2 separate regions of the Salmo salar genome follow, and region 1 is linked to region 2. The links are chromatin contacts, called in public Hi-C maps. All regions are on one chromosome and are shown on one strand. The core of a region is the stretch at or near the end of the contact, and the rest is flanking DNA. Distances in the headings are between cores, read along the strand shown. Region 1 holds the start of arg2 (arginase 2). Region 2 holds the start of LOC106611477.

What was found. A called contact is a pair of places that touch in the nucleus more often than the background predicts.
Region 1: a contact with region 2 is called in a Hi-C map of blood, with 7 times the contacts expected there. The contact joins the promoter of arg2 here to the promoter of LOC106611477 in region 2. A contact is called at or near these places in 2 of 3 Hi-C or Micro-C datasets (blood and gill).

The regions. Positions count from the first base shown.
Region 1 is chrssa09:47,662,329-47,666,552 of Ssal_v3.1, reverse strand. It overlaps arg2 (arginase 2), which reads left to right and starts at 2,662. Exons shown (of 8, transcript XM_014211724.2): 1 at 2,662-2,921; 2 at 3,032-3,104. The coding sequence starts at 2,811. LOC106611484 (RNA-binding protein 25) reads right to left here and starts at 1,293. Exons shown (of 18, transcript XM_045723754.1): 1 at 1,143-1,293; 2 at 667-778. The coding sequence starts at 760.
Region 2 is chrssa09:47,450,728-47,455,292 of Ssal_v3.1, reverse strand. LOC106611477 reads left to right here and starts at 2,323. Exons shown (of 3, transcript XM_045723748.1): 1 at 2,323-4,565. The coding sequence starts at 2,977.

The DNA.
Region 1 (4,224 bases), core at 1,413-3,912, 210 kb before region 2:
TTTGCTCAGATAAATTATTATATTTCTTTGAATCTAAATGTTATTTTGTCTATTTCTCTTTTCTGTCTGGATAACGCATACATCCAGGCTGTATCCTAACCGGCTGTGATTGGGAGTCCCATAGGGCAGTGCACAATTTGCCCAGTCGTCGTCCAGGTTTGGCCGGCGTAGGCCGTCATTTGTAAATAAGAATTTGTTCTTAACTGACTTGCCTCGTTAAATAAAGGTTAAATTAAAATTAAAATAGATGGTGGACAATCTATTCCTAGTATTGACTGAATGTCTGTCTCTTACCAACTGAATACTGTTATGAAATAAAATAAGCATGTTTTTTTCTCTTCCAATTATCAATGACCTCCCATGACGACAACAGAAGAACCATATCTCCACTTTAAAACAATCCTTGCTGCTTTGTTCTGTCCAATCTGCAGCCTCCTAATGTCACTTGCTGTTGCATTTTCCCAGACCACAGAACAGTATTATGGTCTGTCCAGACCACTGGCATTGATCTTGCCTTTAAACATTGCAATAGTATATAAACAGAAGATCAGATCAATAAACGTGATCAACATAGCAATAGATCATTAGAAAACTGAAAAAAGGGTTCTGGTAGCAGAGGCCTCTGATAACATCCAGTTTTATCACTCAGACTAAAATATATCTCACCTGCTGGGACTCCCTGGGGGAACCCCGCGAATTGGGGAGGGCAAATCCCGGGGGGTAACTGGGGGAGGCGGTTCAGGTGAGGGGGGTACGACATCTTGGAAGGTGTAGTTACCTGGATTAAATGTAAGAGAAGGACAGGTTCAAGGATTACCATGGCATGAGGGAACCTATGGATACCTTCTGGCCTGCGGAGATAGCAAGCTAGGCTAGCTTAGTTAACAGCTAAACTGGGTGTTTGTTTAGCCTACATGACCTACAATTGACGTTAAACATTACACCAATAAAGTTAAATCTTGTAGGCCAGCTGGCTACCTAGTTAATAGAATAAGCTCTTTCTATTACACACTTCCTATTAGCCATCGTTAGTGAAGCTACTGATGCTACCAAGCAAGCTAAATAGCTAGCTAACTAATGTCGCTAACTTGCTAGCTATTCTAACGTTATAAACTTTTGCTAAAAAAGTGGGACGTACATACCAGAAACTGGGCGATGTATACACACACTGTAACCGTGTATAACCTTAATGAACAATATGTTTTATCTGTCTTCAAGAGCTAACTTGTTAGCTACGTTATGCCGCTAAAAAGTATGTTTTTTCGCAATGCATTATGGGATATGTTTCTTCTTTTTTTTTTTAAGAGCGTTAATATTTTTCAACACTTGAGGTCGACAGAAATGTATATTCTGTAGCAAAAAATAACCCTGTTTATTATAGTAAACTTGGCCTCACACCAGTTTATTTATTTTTTTAAAGAGCGTTAATATTTTTCAACACTTGAGGTCGACAGAAATGTATATTCTGTAGCAAAAATAACCCTCTTTATTATAGAAAACGTCGCCTCACACCAGTTTTTTTTTGTTGCTCAAAAACAGGTAACACAACACAGAATAACAGACACAAACCACTGTATTTTTACCCATGGATGTACCCTTTTGGCAATTGGTGTGCTACTTTCTGTTAAATTCTATTTTTCAATATAACAGCTAGCTTCCCATTTGCAAGCCAATGCCTGTACTAGCCTAGGGGGCTACCGCACAGCATAAGCTCTCCTGATCAAATAACAGAGACACCGGCCCAGCCATCACCATGGAGAACGGCACAAGCACTGTTTGTTTGTTTTTCTAGCTACTTGTGTTTATGTTATTTATTCATTTTATGAACCACTCCAAAAATAAGTTTCCTTGAGGGGGAAAAAATAAGACTTATTCTATTCTAATAATATATTCATTTTTCAAGAAGCCTAGGACCCTGGGCTATACCTATAGCCTACCATCTATTTATAGGGGAAGGCAGAATAGCCACTAGTAAGGCACGTCGTTTATGGTCAGCTGGACCCCATGTTTACTTACATGTAAACATGGGGTGCAGGCTGACATCTGATAGGCTATTTTTTGAACTATTATGGAAGGCAGACATCCAGGTTAAGCAACACATTTGTCAACCACGGTTTGCTGTGTATGTGGAAATGTGGTGCGGCAGGTAGCCTGGTGGTTAGAGCGTTGGGTTAGTAACCGAAAGGTTGAACGGTCGAATCCCCGAGCTGACAAGGTTAAAATCAGTCGTTCTGAACAATGCTGTACAGTCATTGAAAATAAGAATTTGTTCTTAACTGACTTGCCTAGTTAAATAAAGGTTAAAATTATAAAAAAATGTCTGCCCTTAGAAATTGCGGGACAATGGGTGCATTTTGGAAACACAAGACAAGCCTTTGGAACAAACCCATCTATTGGACACATTTCATTGGCTAGTTCGAAGGCGTCATTTACAGTATTGACGCATGTCTTCCTTAATGAGGTAACGGGATTTCTGAATAAGGACACGGAATTAATTATTGTGTTTTCAGATTTAACGCGTGGCATTGGGTGAATTTGTATGTGATATAGGGTTAAAATATTTTCAAACTCTACAAAGGTATTTAGAGACAAATTTCAGTTGATCGTGCTCTTAATCCTGACCGCCATTCATCTCCTCATGAATATTAATGAGATCAGAAGAGCATAAAAGCATCCCCCCTCCGACGTGCGCTCACATCAAAGCGTCGCCATCGTCAGACTGGGATCCTACAAGAAGAGGGTTTGAAATCCACTTTTGAATCTCAGCCTTGGTCGTTATAAATTATTTTTGAAGTCAATACGATTTTAAAATGGCTTTGAGAGGGCCACTGCGTCGTCTTCTACGGACGCAACTCAACAATACCTGTCAGAGCAGAGCTCATTCTGTGGCTGTTATAGGAGCCCCATTTTCAAAAGGACAGGTAAGGGAAAAAAACTCATATCCTATTAGAAACCATTCGTTTTAATATGGTTATTTGATTAGGTTATTTCGTTTACCAGAATTATTGAACTTTGCTGTTATTTCCTTTAGAAAAGGAGAGGGGTGGAACATGGACCCAAAGCCATAAGGGATGCCGGTCTGATCGAGAGGCTTTCAAATCTGGGTAAGTGATGGAACAACTTATTCATGTGTTAAAAACAAACTGCTAAATGTACTGTTGGACCAAAATTATCTTCTAATACTTATTCTAACCCTAAAATAGGTTAATGATTCATGCAAGAGCTGCTTCCCTGAGTCATTCAGTTCTCGGAAGTAAAGCATAGGCTATGTATTACGTCAGTCTTTAACATAAATGTGTATTGTCTTAATATTGTCAAACCAAGAAATCAAAACACAGGTATTGCTCAGACCTTGAATCCTGGCGATCAACACAGATAATAGTTTTTTTTTTAAAAATCTATAAGGATAACATCCTTGTAATTAAAATAACTGTTTTGTTGGGTCACACGTGCGAGAAAGGATGGGCAAATCTGCTCTCGTCACTGTACAGTCAGTTATGCAATCAACCGTTCCCGGGGCCGGCGTGCACAGAGCTTTCTCCGAAAAACAAGTTCTCTCCTCCCCTTGCAGCCTTCTCTTTGTACACTTCTGCCTATCATAGATGAATAGGGGGCCCTATCGCTGCCTTGAATGCTTGAAAGACGATACGATTTTTTTTTGTGTGTGTGTGTAACAGCGAGACTGCAATCACACAGCCGACTCCATGCGCCAGTAACACCCAGACTGTGAGTTCCAATCCAGAGTAAACCACGGGCTTGTTTTTCCCGACCATTGACCAATCTGAGCAAGGAGGCGCATAAATTTCAAATTTCAGACAAGATGCTGCCACTTCTAAACCAATGGATTATGATCTAGTCATACATGACATATTATGTGGTCAGATCCTAATTGTGAGAAGAGAAACCCATCACTATTTGCTAGGCTAGGAATCCTCCATTGAACGGTTATTTATCAGCAAAACAGGCCATGTTTAAAGCGTCGGTTAGTCTAGAAACATTGTTAATGTGGCAGACAACCCATCTGCCTGGGGAGACTATGGACCGGTCTGAACAAAGATACACACTCATTTCGTCAGGCAAAATGGTTACCCTTCTAAACCAGTAGATTATTATCAATTAATAAAAAAATAAAAAATGAGGACTGGGATGTCCCAGAGAGTGGATATTTATCAGACACAAACAATCTCATAATAAAGTTTTTCACTTCAAGTTTAGGTTCAATTC
Region 2 (4,565 bases), core at 1,074-3,573:
AGTGTTGGTCCCATGTTTCGTGAGTTGAAATAAAAAATCCCAGAAATGTTCCATACGCACCAAAAGCTTATTTCTGTAAGGACAGACGCTGGAGACGAGACGCAAATACAGGGCGTGAACGTTTAATGCAACACGGACACGAACAGAATACAGACAGCGTCTGGACAGGGGAAGACAATAATGCTGACACGGGGATGAAACAGAGGAAACAGACAGATATAGGGAAGGCAATTAAACATGAAGGAGTCCAGGTGATTCCAATGAGCGCAGATGCGCGTAATGATGGTGACAGGTGTGCGTAAGGAAGGTCAGCCAATCGAGCTCCAGAGAGGGGAAGCGGGAGCAGGCGAGACAACTGCTCTCAAATGTTGTGCACAAATTTGTTTACATCCTTGTTAGTGAGAATTTTATCCTTTGTCAAGATAATCCATCCATCTGACAGGTGTGGCATATCAAGAAGCTGATTAAACAGCATGATCATTACCCAGGTGCACCTTGTGCTGGAGACAATAAAAGGCCATTTTAAAATGTGCAGTTTTGTCACACAACACAATGCCACAAATGTCTCAAGTTTGAGGGAGCGTGCAATGGCATGCTGACTAGAGGAATGTCCACCTGAGCTGTTGCCAGAGATTTTAATATTAATTTCTCGACCATAATCCATCTCCAATGTCGTTTTAGAGAATTTGGAAGTGCGGGGGGACAATAAAATTAGTATTTCCGTCTGCTATAAAGCCCCTTTTGTGGAGAAAAACTCATTCTGATTGGCTGGGCCTGGCTCCCAAGTGGGTGGGCCTATACCCACCCATGGCTGTGTCCTGCCCAGTCATGTGAAATCCATAGATAATGAATTTATTTCAATTGACTGATTATCTTATATGAACTGTTAACACAGCAAAATCTTTGAAATTGTTGCATTTATATTTTTGTTCGGTATAGTTGCCTACCCCTAGCTGTTCTCTATCTATCTAGCCACAACCAAATTGCATGGCGAGAGAATGACGATATTTGCTATCCGTAGCAAAATGCAAATATTATTTTGTTATGTATTTGTTTTATTATGAACAATAGAGCAAATACAAAATCATAAATATACAAACAAGAGTACATAAACCTAACAGACAGGGGGGTATTACATATCCAGATACATTTTCAATTTGTCAAAAGGTTTTAGGGTATGTAAATGCTTTTGTGTTTTTACTCAAAATAATATTTCAATTCTATCTTAAACAATGTGAAGAGGGGATTGTTCTCCGCCCACTTCATTTTATGGATAAAGAATCTTCCATGAAAAATAAACAAATTAACAATGAAAGTTAAATCAGGGTCCATATAATTTGGATCAAAATTAAACATAATATCAGTCTTTCAAATTAACATTAATAATAGTTTATTTAAAAATAAAATCTAACTCACTCCAAAATCTTCTGACATAAGAACAGTCCCCAAAAAATCTAATCAAATCACATTTTATTGGTCACATACACATATTTAGCAAATGCTATTGCGTGTGTAGCGAAATGCTTCAGTCTCTGGGTCACAACCACAAAATACACATTTGTTAGCTATTTTGAATCTGTGTACAATAAAGGTCTTTAGAGGATAGATTCTATGAATGAGTTTGTATGATTCTTCTTTCACCTTATTAGATATACAATACTTGCCAGACAACAACAAGATTTTGTTCCAGTTCACTTGTCCTAGGGCCGCATCATTGACGTCACCAGACCCGGGCTTTCGGGCTTCTTCCCGGCCTCATGTTTGGAGGATTCATTGCAGTGTGTAATGCAGTGTAGCCTAGCAATGAATCCTCCAAACATGAGGCCCACACAAGCCAGAGGAAGTAGTCCTTGCTAAACATTACCTCTCAAAAAAACAAAAGATGACACTTCCTGACATGCCCTCTGTGTATAAATTGTTAGTCCCTCAGATGTTCCCATCACTGAAGGGAATCATACAGGCCTCGCTGACCATCCCAGTTAGCAGCTGTGAGAGATCTTTCAGTGCATTAATACGTCTACATACCTGGTTTAGGAGCCCAATGACCCGACATAGAATGCATCATGACAATTGACAAAGATACTAACACGCTCGGGAAAGAGTGAATAATTAATTAAAGAACAAAGAAAACTTGAGTTACTCTTTGCCAAATAATTTGTTCTAATACCAGATTTGAATTGACGCGACTCGACATTATGAACACTAAAGCTGCTTCTTTCTCCAATAGAAATTCCGGATCATACTCGTAGGCGACGTCATGGCAACGTCGGCTAGCTAATGCGTAGAATCACGTCATCGCGTCGAACCAACGTCTCGCGTCGAACTGCGCATGTGCAGGCCGCCAAAAATCAACGGCACGCCTTCGATTATAAAGCCGTTTTTCTTTGTTGTCGAAAATCAAAACGTGTTAGTTTGTAATTCTCACGAATCTTGGAGCGATACCAAATTCAACTACTTTAAGACATTGGCTCGAATTTTGTTTGTGCCTTCAGGTTTCGAGGAAAGGAACAAACTAAGAAATAATTGTTAACTTCTCAAACCAAAGGCCCGGAAACTCTGTGCGTAAATGTTACATTCTGGCGCATACCGCTTTTTACTAGCTAGCTGACGGATGTTTTCAGACATATTTTTCAAAAGATATGGGAAGTCTTTTTTTTGTCTTGAATTTCATTCAAACGTAATGGAGGCCAAGGGATTTGCAGTAGTTCACCACCAGTAAAGGTACAGCGTTAACTAGCCTTTCAGGTTAGTACAACTAACTAGTTAGCGCAGCTGCAAACCGTAGTAGCCTAACCTAGCTTGTTAGCTAGCGAAAGAACATGTGACTAGGTAGATAGCAAATGTTCGCTGGATCTCCAAATACGATCTAGGCGTTTGCAGCCACTTAGCTAACTTATATTGGGCAAATGATAATAGCTAGTTATCAAGTTAGCTTGCTCACATCAGTTTTATGGTCCATGTTTTAATTGATGCAAAATGGACGTTAAGCAAGAGGAAAATGAGCGGGAGCTATCCCAAACAATAATTTGGTCTGATTCGATTAATGCCTGGATAGATTACCCAAGTTCTCTATTGTCAAAAAACACAGAAACAGGTTCCCATGTGGGTTTACTGAAAGAGCGTACATGTGTACCTACCGTAAGTCCCCAAACAACAAGTCGAGGGCAGATTTTACGTATTTTTCCTGAAATGACCGGAGCAAGTGATGGGGAGAACAGGGGTGTCAAAATTGTTTATTTCTGCAAAGACCAAGATACCATCAGCACATCTGAAAGGCATTCGATCAAAGAGGAGTCAGGACATGTATCAACCCTCAGTGATTCTTTTGAAGCTCAAATCAACCCAAAGTCACAGGGTTTTAGCCGAAAACAGACCCGGACCAATAATGAATTGCCTGTAGACAATGTTAATATCCAAGGCCATAGTACTGCCATTACTTCTGTGCTGACCTCACCTGCTATAGAAAGTGGCTATAATTTATCTGTATCTAATATTATTCCAGAATATTGTGAGCCATTGAACTTTCCCTCAGATGAAGAAGAAGACTACAATACCAATTTAAGACGAAGATTGCAATGCCAAAAAACGGTTGAGGATAAATATCTATGGCAGTGCCGTGGCTGTTACTCAAAACCTAACCCCAAAAGATTTGGGAAATATTTGAAAGATCCATATGCTAAGTGCAAGGAAATAGGAATAGATTTCCATGTTAGATCTGGAGCGAGACAGAAACTTGATTTGCATTTACTGACAATTGGTGTAATGATCGAAGTGTCTGAATATGTTAAAAACATTAATAGATCTAACAAGCATGTTATCTTTGATATTCTAGATTACAACTTTGATCTTGGTGTGCAAAATGAAGTACGAGGTTACTTTTCAAACAAGATAGAAAGAAAATTAAATGACATGCTGAAGATGTATACCAAGAGGAGAAATCCTGAGTGGTTAAAAGAAGTGTTTGAACTTCCTGATTCAAAGACAATGAACGCATGGGGAAAATCTCGGTTTGCACGGTCCAATTTGAATAACAGCGTGTCAGAAAATCCTACACCTTTTGACATCTGCATAAAGGAGAAGCCTGTTGTGGACCTGATAGCTCCTCTGCATGTGACGACTGAGAACCTCTCTACTCAGACAGATGTAACACGATGTGCTGAGACAGCAATCCTTGACCCTGAAAATGGACCTAATGATATCTGCACAAGGGATAAGTCAGATCTGGGCGTCATCCATCATGTCAAGACGGAGACTGTCAGCACTCAGACAGACATGACAATGGACCAATCCTTCATGATGCCCACAGTAGAAGAAGCATTGAGTGAACTCTACCCAATCTGTAAGGAAAAAGGACTTGACCTTGATGTGAAATCAACATTTGGGAAAAAGGAGAAACTTGACTTGCGTCTATTGACCAGAGAGGTAATGATTGAATTGGCTGATTTTACCTCACAAATGTGTGGAAATTGGAAGCAGATGGTCTGTGATGTTGTTGAGCATAATTTTGATCTGGATTTAAAAAGTGGGAAAACTGACCTGGCTGAAGATATCATTAATAGGTTAAG